2 separate regions of the Mus musculus genome follow, and region 1 is linked to region 2. The links are chromatin contacts, called in public promoter capture Hi-C maps. All regions are on one chromosome and are shown on one strand. The core of a region is the stretch at or near the end of the contact, and the rest is flanking DNA. Distances in the headings are between cores, read along the strand shown. Region 1 holds the start of Aicda (activation-induced cytidine deaminase). Region 2 holds the start of Tuba8 (tubulin, alpha 8).

The links. Promoter capture Hi-C pulls out the DNA fragments that hold promoters and counts their contacts.
Region 1: a contact with region 2 is called in a promoter capture Hi-C map of hippocampal neurons, with 4 times the contacts expected there. The contact joins the promoter of Aicda here to the promoter of Tuba8 in region 2. A contact is called at or near these places in 2 of 39 promoter capture datasets (hippocampal neurons and stem cell-derived epiblast-like cells) and 2 of 115 datasets of contacts at active chromatin or transcription factors (embryonic stem cells and trophoblast stem cells).

The regions. Positions count from the first base shown.
Region 1 is chr6:122,552,196-122,555,529 of GRCm38.p6, reverse strand. It overlaps Aicda (activation-induced cytidine deaminase), which reads right to left and starts at 1,721. Exons shown (of 5, transcript NM_009645.2): 1 at 1,621-1,721. The coding sequence starts at 1,628.
Region 2 is chr6:121,209,140-121,212,264 of GRCm38.p6, reverse strand. It overlaps Tuba8 (tubulin, alpha 8), which reads right to left and starts at 1,531. Exons shown (of 5, transcript NM_017379.2): 1 at 1,429-1,531. The coding sequence starts at 1,431.

The DNA of each region.
Region 1 (3,334 bases), core at 472-2,971, 1.3 Mb before region 2:
GGACTTTGCTAGGTGGTGTCCCAAACCTGTAGATCGCCAGCTGCTGAGACAGCTGTGCTCCTTGAGGCAGAACCTTAGCTGCTTCCCCAGCAATGCAAACCAGACTCAAGGGGTTAAAAATAATCCCAGCCTAGTAGCAGGGCTGCCTTGAGTTACCCGCTGCCCTTGCTCCAGTCCATGCCGTGCCATCCTGTGTCTCTCCACTGTCTTGTTTGCTTCTCCCTGAATCTCAGCCTCGTCTTTGCTTTGCATTTTGCCATGCTCATGCATTTCTCTCGGACCCTTCTCCATCAGGACATAGATCTCAGATTTGGTTTCAAAATTCACTATAAACCCAGAAGCAGCTCATGCTGTCTGCCTGCCTCCTGTGAACATTTGTTTGTTTGTTTGTTTGTTTGTCTGTCTGTCTGTCTGTCTGTTTGCTTTTTGAGGGCTCAGGATGTAATTAAGTGGCAGATTACTTGTCTAGCATGTGTGAGGTCTTCAATGTGGTCCCTGATAGGGGTGAGGGAGAGTGGGAGGAGGAAAGGGGGAGGAGAGGGAGGAGGAGAAGGAGGAGAAGGAAAAGGAAGAGGAGGAGGGGGAAGAGGAGAAGGGGCAAAAGGAGGAGGAGGAGGGAGAAGAGGAGGGAAAGAGATGGGGAGCAGGAGAAGGAGGAGGAAGAGGAGGAAGAGGGGGAAGAGGGGAAGGGGAAGAGGAGGGGGAGGAGGGAGAAGAGGAGGGGAAGAGATGGGGAGGAGGGAGGAAGAGGAGGAGGGGGAGAAGAAGAGGGGGTAGGAGAAGGGTAACAAAAAGAAAGAAGGAAGACAAGAAAGGAAAAATCTGGAATCTGAAGAACACCCTGCTACCATTAGCTATATTAACTCCATATTCTAAACCTCATAGCCAAACGGAAGTGAGCTCAAGTGTATGGGCTTTAGGCATAGTGACTCACACACTGGCAATAAATGTAAAAATCAAGAGAGAAATTTCTGATAATGGCTCATCATGAGCTGCATATAAAAGCTTTCAAGAAGCTAAGAAATCTCTGCATAGATGAATTAAACAGTAAAAATGTCACCAAGTGTCTAACAGTTGAGTCTATAACACTAAATTGCCTGTCTTAATGAAATTCTCTCCTTCAATAGACACCATTGTAATGAGTTGCAAGCAATTCATCTCAAATGTTTAGTTTTTTTTTTTTTTTTTTTTTTTTTGAGAAGTACAAATCTTCTTGCTATAACTAAATAATTCCTGTAAAGACTCCCCATGCGAGTCTTAAGATGTTGGATATTTGCCAAATAATTGTGAAAATAACCACTACTGTTTTTAGTAAGGAGTTGCTACGACCTCTTTGTGGCGCGGGCCTCTAAGGCTTCGCTGTTATTACCACAAGCCGGCTCTAGCTCTGCCCAAATCTCAGGACAAGTCAAGGCTTCCTATCTCTAGCAACACAGAGAAGAGAGAAACCGGGGGAAGGGAAGAACTTCGTGGTCAGAGTTAGGTCCAAAACCCAAAAGACCTGAGCAGAGGGTGGCAAGCAGACGAGGAAATTCGCGCACTGACAGGCAAAGCCTCCATCCAGACAGGCAGCCAGCACTACTGGAGCACATGCACAAGCAGATGAGACTGTCTTGTTACCTGTCCATATCGGTCTCCAGCGTGACTTTCTTGACTCCCTCAAAGTCTTAGGCCAAAGGAAGCTTGCTTCAAGCAAGGCTGCTTCAGTGCTGTTGTGTGACAGAGCACTGGCCCCTGGCATTCAAATCTGAGCTTGCTCTTGTGGGCTCCTCCCCCACGACAGCATCACTACCACCAGGTATCCAACATCTGCCTCCTGGGTTGGGTCCAGTAAAGATGGGCGGGGCTGTGGTGGGCAGAGCCACACGGATTAAATGATTGGGGGGCGGGGGGCAGTTCTGCTCATGCTTAATGTCCAACTTCCTTCGAGGCTGTTCCTCTAAAAAGCCAGCCCAGGTACCACAGGTAACAAAGATCAGGAGACAATAGCACTGGACACTTTTCACATTGGTATCATGATAATGAGCTCTGTGAGTGTGTGTGTGTGTGTGTGTGGGGGGGTCCCAGGTATCACACCTAAGGTCTGTGCATGCTTCCTAATTTTAAAATTGTGATAACAAGAATGATAGCAGTCATAGTGACTTAAAGTGGCCTTAAATGCATCTTGTGCTTCTTGAACTTACAGTATCTGTTCCTTCCGTTTGTTACACTCAGTTTTATGCCTCAGTAGAGATGGGGGTTGACCACCACAGCATCCAGAGAGTGAACTTTAGCCTCCTAATTCTCTAATATATTTTTCTTTTTTTAAAATGACATTATAAGATAGCTAGAAAGACTAGTTGCTTGCACCAAAAAGTGATTTATTTTAATTTTGTGTGTGTGTGTGTGTCAAAAAGTATTTTTTTTTTAAAAAAGAACTCTTTTTCCTCATTAAAAATACCTTACTGGAGGCCTGGAGAGCTGGCCCAGTGATTAAGAGCACTTATTTCTATTGCAGAGGACCAGCAGGCGGTTGAAAGCCACCATGTGTGGTTGCTGGGATCTGAACCCTGATCATCTGGAAGAACATCCTTTGCTTTCTTCCTTCCTTCCTTTCTTATACTCTTCCTTCCTTCCTTCCTTCCTTCCTTCCTTCCTTCCTTCCTTCCTTCCTTCCTTCCTTCTTTCCTCCCTCCCTCCCTCCCTCCCTCCCTCCCTCCCTCCTTCCTTCCTTTCTTCCTTCCTTCCTTCCTTCCTTCCTTCCCTTCCTTTTTTTAGATAGGGTGTCATTATGTAGCTCCTCTGGCTGGTCTGGAACTTTCTATATAGACCAGACCAGTCTTGAGCTAGAGACTGGATCCCGTTGCATGCACACAGCACATGCCCCTGCCCCTATTTTGTTGCTGTGAAATCTCTCTGTGCAAAGTCTCATAGTTCAGGACTTGGCTTACTCCCTGGCAGTTTAGCCTTCCCTGGATATCATATCTGAAATGTTAATGAGCCCCCATCCTCCTTCTTCCTCTAATTAATTTCCTCTGCATTATCACATCACTATCAGAGACACAATTTCCCTCACTAGTGAATTAATGAATTCCTGGGAAAAAAATTTCAGGGCACCGGGAGTAACCAGCACCAGCCGTGACATTACAGGGTTAAGGGAACCCAGGTGGTGGGTGGACAAGTCCCTCTAACTTGTCTCACAGGATGAGGCCCGGACCTTTGCCCTACTTTGGCCAATTGTCCAGGGAATGACATACTGAGACACACGTACACAGCCTCCCAAAGGGCCGACTTGATGGATATTGGCAGAGATGTTGTGATTTCTTTACATTTTAAAAAATTATATATATATTGC
Region 2 (3,125 bases), core at 282-2,781:
CCCCCCCTCGTTTTGTAGATGTGAAAAGCCAGCCAAGAGAAGTTTGATGACCTTCCCGAAGTGCTAGCCACATTGCCAAGTGCCCGAATCTGAACTCCTCCTACGGTCCCACACCTAGGACCTGAGCACAAGTGGTTTCCTCTGGTCACTCTCTCCTGCGTTGTCAAATTCTTCAAGATCCCAGGTGTGTCTGGAAGCATGCTTGGCGAGTGATAGGATAGGCTTAGAGGTAGGGCTGACAGGAGAGCCAGCGCCAGAAAGTCTTGGGCAATCTCCCAAATGAACAGCCAGAGGGGAGGAGGAGGGGTGGCAGGAGGAGGGGAAAAGGAGGGCGGAGGGGATGGGGGAGGGAGAAAAGAGGTGGGGAGGAGAGAAGGAAGGTTCTGGCCTGGCTGTTCTGTCACTGACACCAGAGCAAGTGGCTCAGAGAACCTGACCTTGGCCTGTGAGATACTCTTATTCTGCCCACCCCTCTCCACTCTAACCTTTCTGTCCCACTTCACTGCGGACACACCAGGGCTTCCTGGCGTGGGGGGAGGGGGGCGGGAGAGCAATGATTGAGGCCAACGTTAGTCCCCCGCAGGGGAGCTTCCCAGGGGCTTTGGCAGAGATGCTGTAAAGCTCGCTCTGAGGGGCTGTGAAGGTAGCAGCCGCTAGTGGAGACAGCAACTAATGAAGAAGAGTTGCTGCCTGGAAGCCAGAATAGAAAATAAAATGAAACGGCTTAGGTCCCCTGGTATCTGGGTCCCAAACTTCTGAGTCCCAAAGTCTTTTTGACTTTGACCGCCGGGAAAGGTGAGGAGCCTGCTCCAGCGCCAGGCGCTTGCGAAGCTGGTTTGGACCCAGCTGAAACTGAGGGTGCCCCAAACCCAAGCCGATGGCCGAGGAGCCAGCACTGGTGACAGGCACCTGGGAAACGTCTTGGGTCCATAACACCCAGCTCGAATTGAAGTTGCCCTAAACCCAAGCCGATAGCCGATGGCCGGGTGATGAGGGTGGAGAATGACCCCGGGAACGTGCCACTTTTGATTAGGTTTGGAGACTACTCCCCCAGGCCACCCAGGTCCAGACCACCTGTCCAGAATCCCTCGGCATCCCATTTCTTCTCACTCTGGTCCACGAGTGGCTACTCCCCCAGATTCTAACGTATCTCTCCACCGAGCTCTCCAGGTTCGCCCTCCTCTCTTTAGCGAGCGCAGATCGGTCTTAGGTCCCTTTAAGGATCCAATAGCCCCTGCTCTCTACATTCTCTACAAAATATTCTCACCCCTGGGAAACAAGACCCTTGACCCTGAACTGACCCACAGACCCTCCAGGAGACTTGGAGCCCAGTAGATCCAAAGCCACCCCACAGCTACCCCGTGGCCCCGCAGCTCTCTCCCCGGCACCTGCGCGCGTCCGGGGCCAGCCCGGGCGGGGAAGTCTCACCATCGTGGCCGCTCTCTTCGCCCGCTCGCCTCCCAGCTGGGCCTGCCCACCCCAACTGCTCCAGATACGGCCGCCTCCGCGGTTGTGACACACTGCGAGGGAGGGGGCCTGAGACAGACATGCTGGGCCAGCAGTTGCCCTGCAGCATCACAGTGCCCGCGGAGGGGAGGGACCTGGGTAGGTCACAATGGCACCTCCCCTCCCACCAGAGGCTCCCTAGTCCAGCCTGGCTGCTTCTCATGCCCGGAGCTGCCACTGAGCTCCTGAGCCTTGCAGTCCAGGAAGCAGTCCTGTGACCGCAACACACGTGTGCATACAAACCCCGCATCCACTCCGAGGCCACTGGAAAGCAGTGGAAAAATACTCCAAAACAAATGCTTGTTTCTCCCCCCAAATGTTCATAGTCGTCCTGCTGCCAACACTGGCTGGTGTGGTGGGAAGACACTAATCTGTTAGCCGGTCACCTCAGTCCAGGAGAGCCTGCAGGATCAGACCAGCCCGTGGTCAGAGCCCACGCTTCTGCTTCCACCACTGCCTGCCTGGTTACTGGAGAAGTCAGAAGATGGTATGCCTCTGCATCTGCATCTGCATCTGCTGCAAGCCCTCCATAGTAGATTCAGGGATTCAGCACTATTTTAAATACTCTCAGAATATCTCCATGATTCTCAAGTCTCTCCTCCTGACCCACTCCTACAAGAGCCTTTCCTACGTAATCCCCAAATGTGTCACTTTGCATGTACCCCAGAACATCAGGGTTCTCACTGCCTCTGCCCTGTTAGGACCTCCTCTTAGTGGCCACAGATGACACTGAAGAGCAAAGGATTTCTTCACCCTCCATCTAGTTGGGTGAGGATAGGGGCTCACCTAGCCTGTAACCCTGGCTGTCCTGGAACTTGCTTTGTAAACCAAGCTGGCCTGGAACTCACAGAGCTCCACCCACCTGCCTCTGCTTCCAAAGTGTGTGCTACCATGCTCAGCTTAAGAGCCTCTCTAGTTGCCCACATTACTAACAGGCTCCACAAGTCCCTTTGTCTCCAAGTCGGTTGGGGTTGGATGGTTCTTACACCTGAACTGCGACATGGAATTCCCTATCAAGGGCCACTTCATACTTAAGAGATATAACCCAGCTTTTCTTCCCTCCCTCTTTTCTCTGGCAACTTCCCACCACACAAGTCACTGTGGGAAGTTAAGAGTTCTTCAAGATGTAGGTGGAGCTGCTGTGGCCAGATGTTGGCTCTGTTTCCAAACATAGATGAAGACACACCTTTGCTTCTGTGCTCAGGAAGCAGCAGAGTAAAACTTATCTAGGTAGTAGTTTATTCTGTTGGCTCACCTTTCATGTATTTGTCTATGAGTTTCTTGAGGAGAGGATACATGTTTTAATCATCTTTGCATGTGAGAAAGTACTGAAAACACTTCCCACTGATACACGGCCTCCAAGCTGGAACTGCCTACCCCAAGGACTCCAGATAAACTGCCTCCACTGCTGTAACACACATGAAGAGTTCTGGGGACAAAGTGCTGGGCCAGCAGCATCACAGTGCCCACACAGAGGAAGGACCCAGGTAGGTCACAGTCTTATACTGTAATAGCTTAAAATTGGAGACTCAGTCAGATGGCGGTAGACACCTTTAATTCCACCACTCTGGAGGCAGAGGCAAGCAGATCTCTGTGAGTTTGAGGCCAGCCTGGTCTAC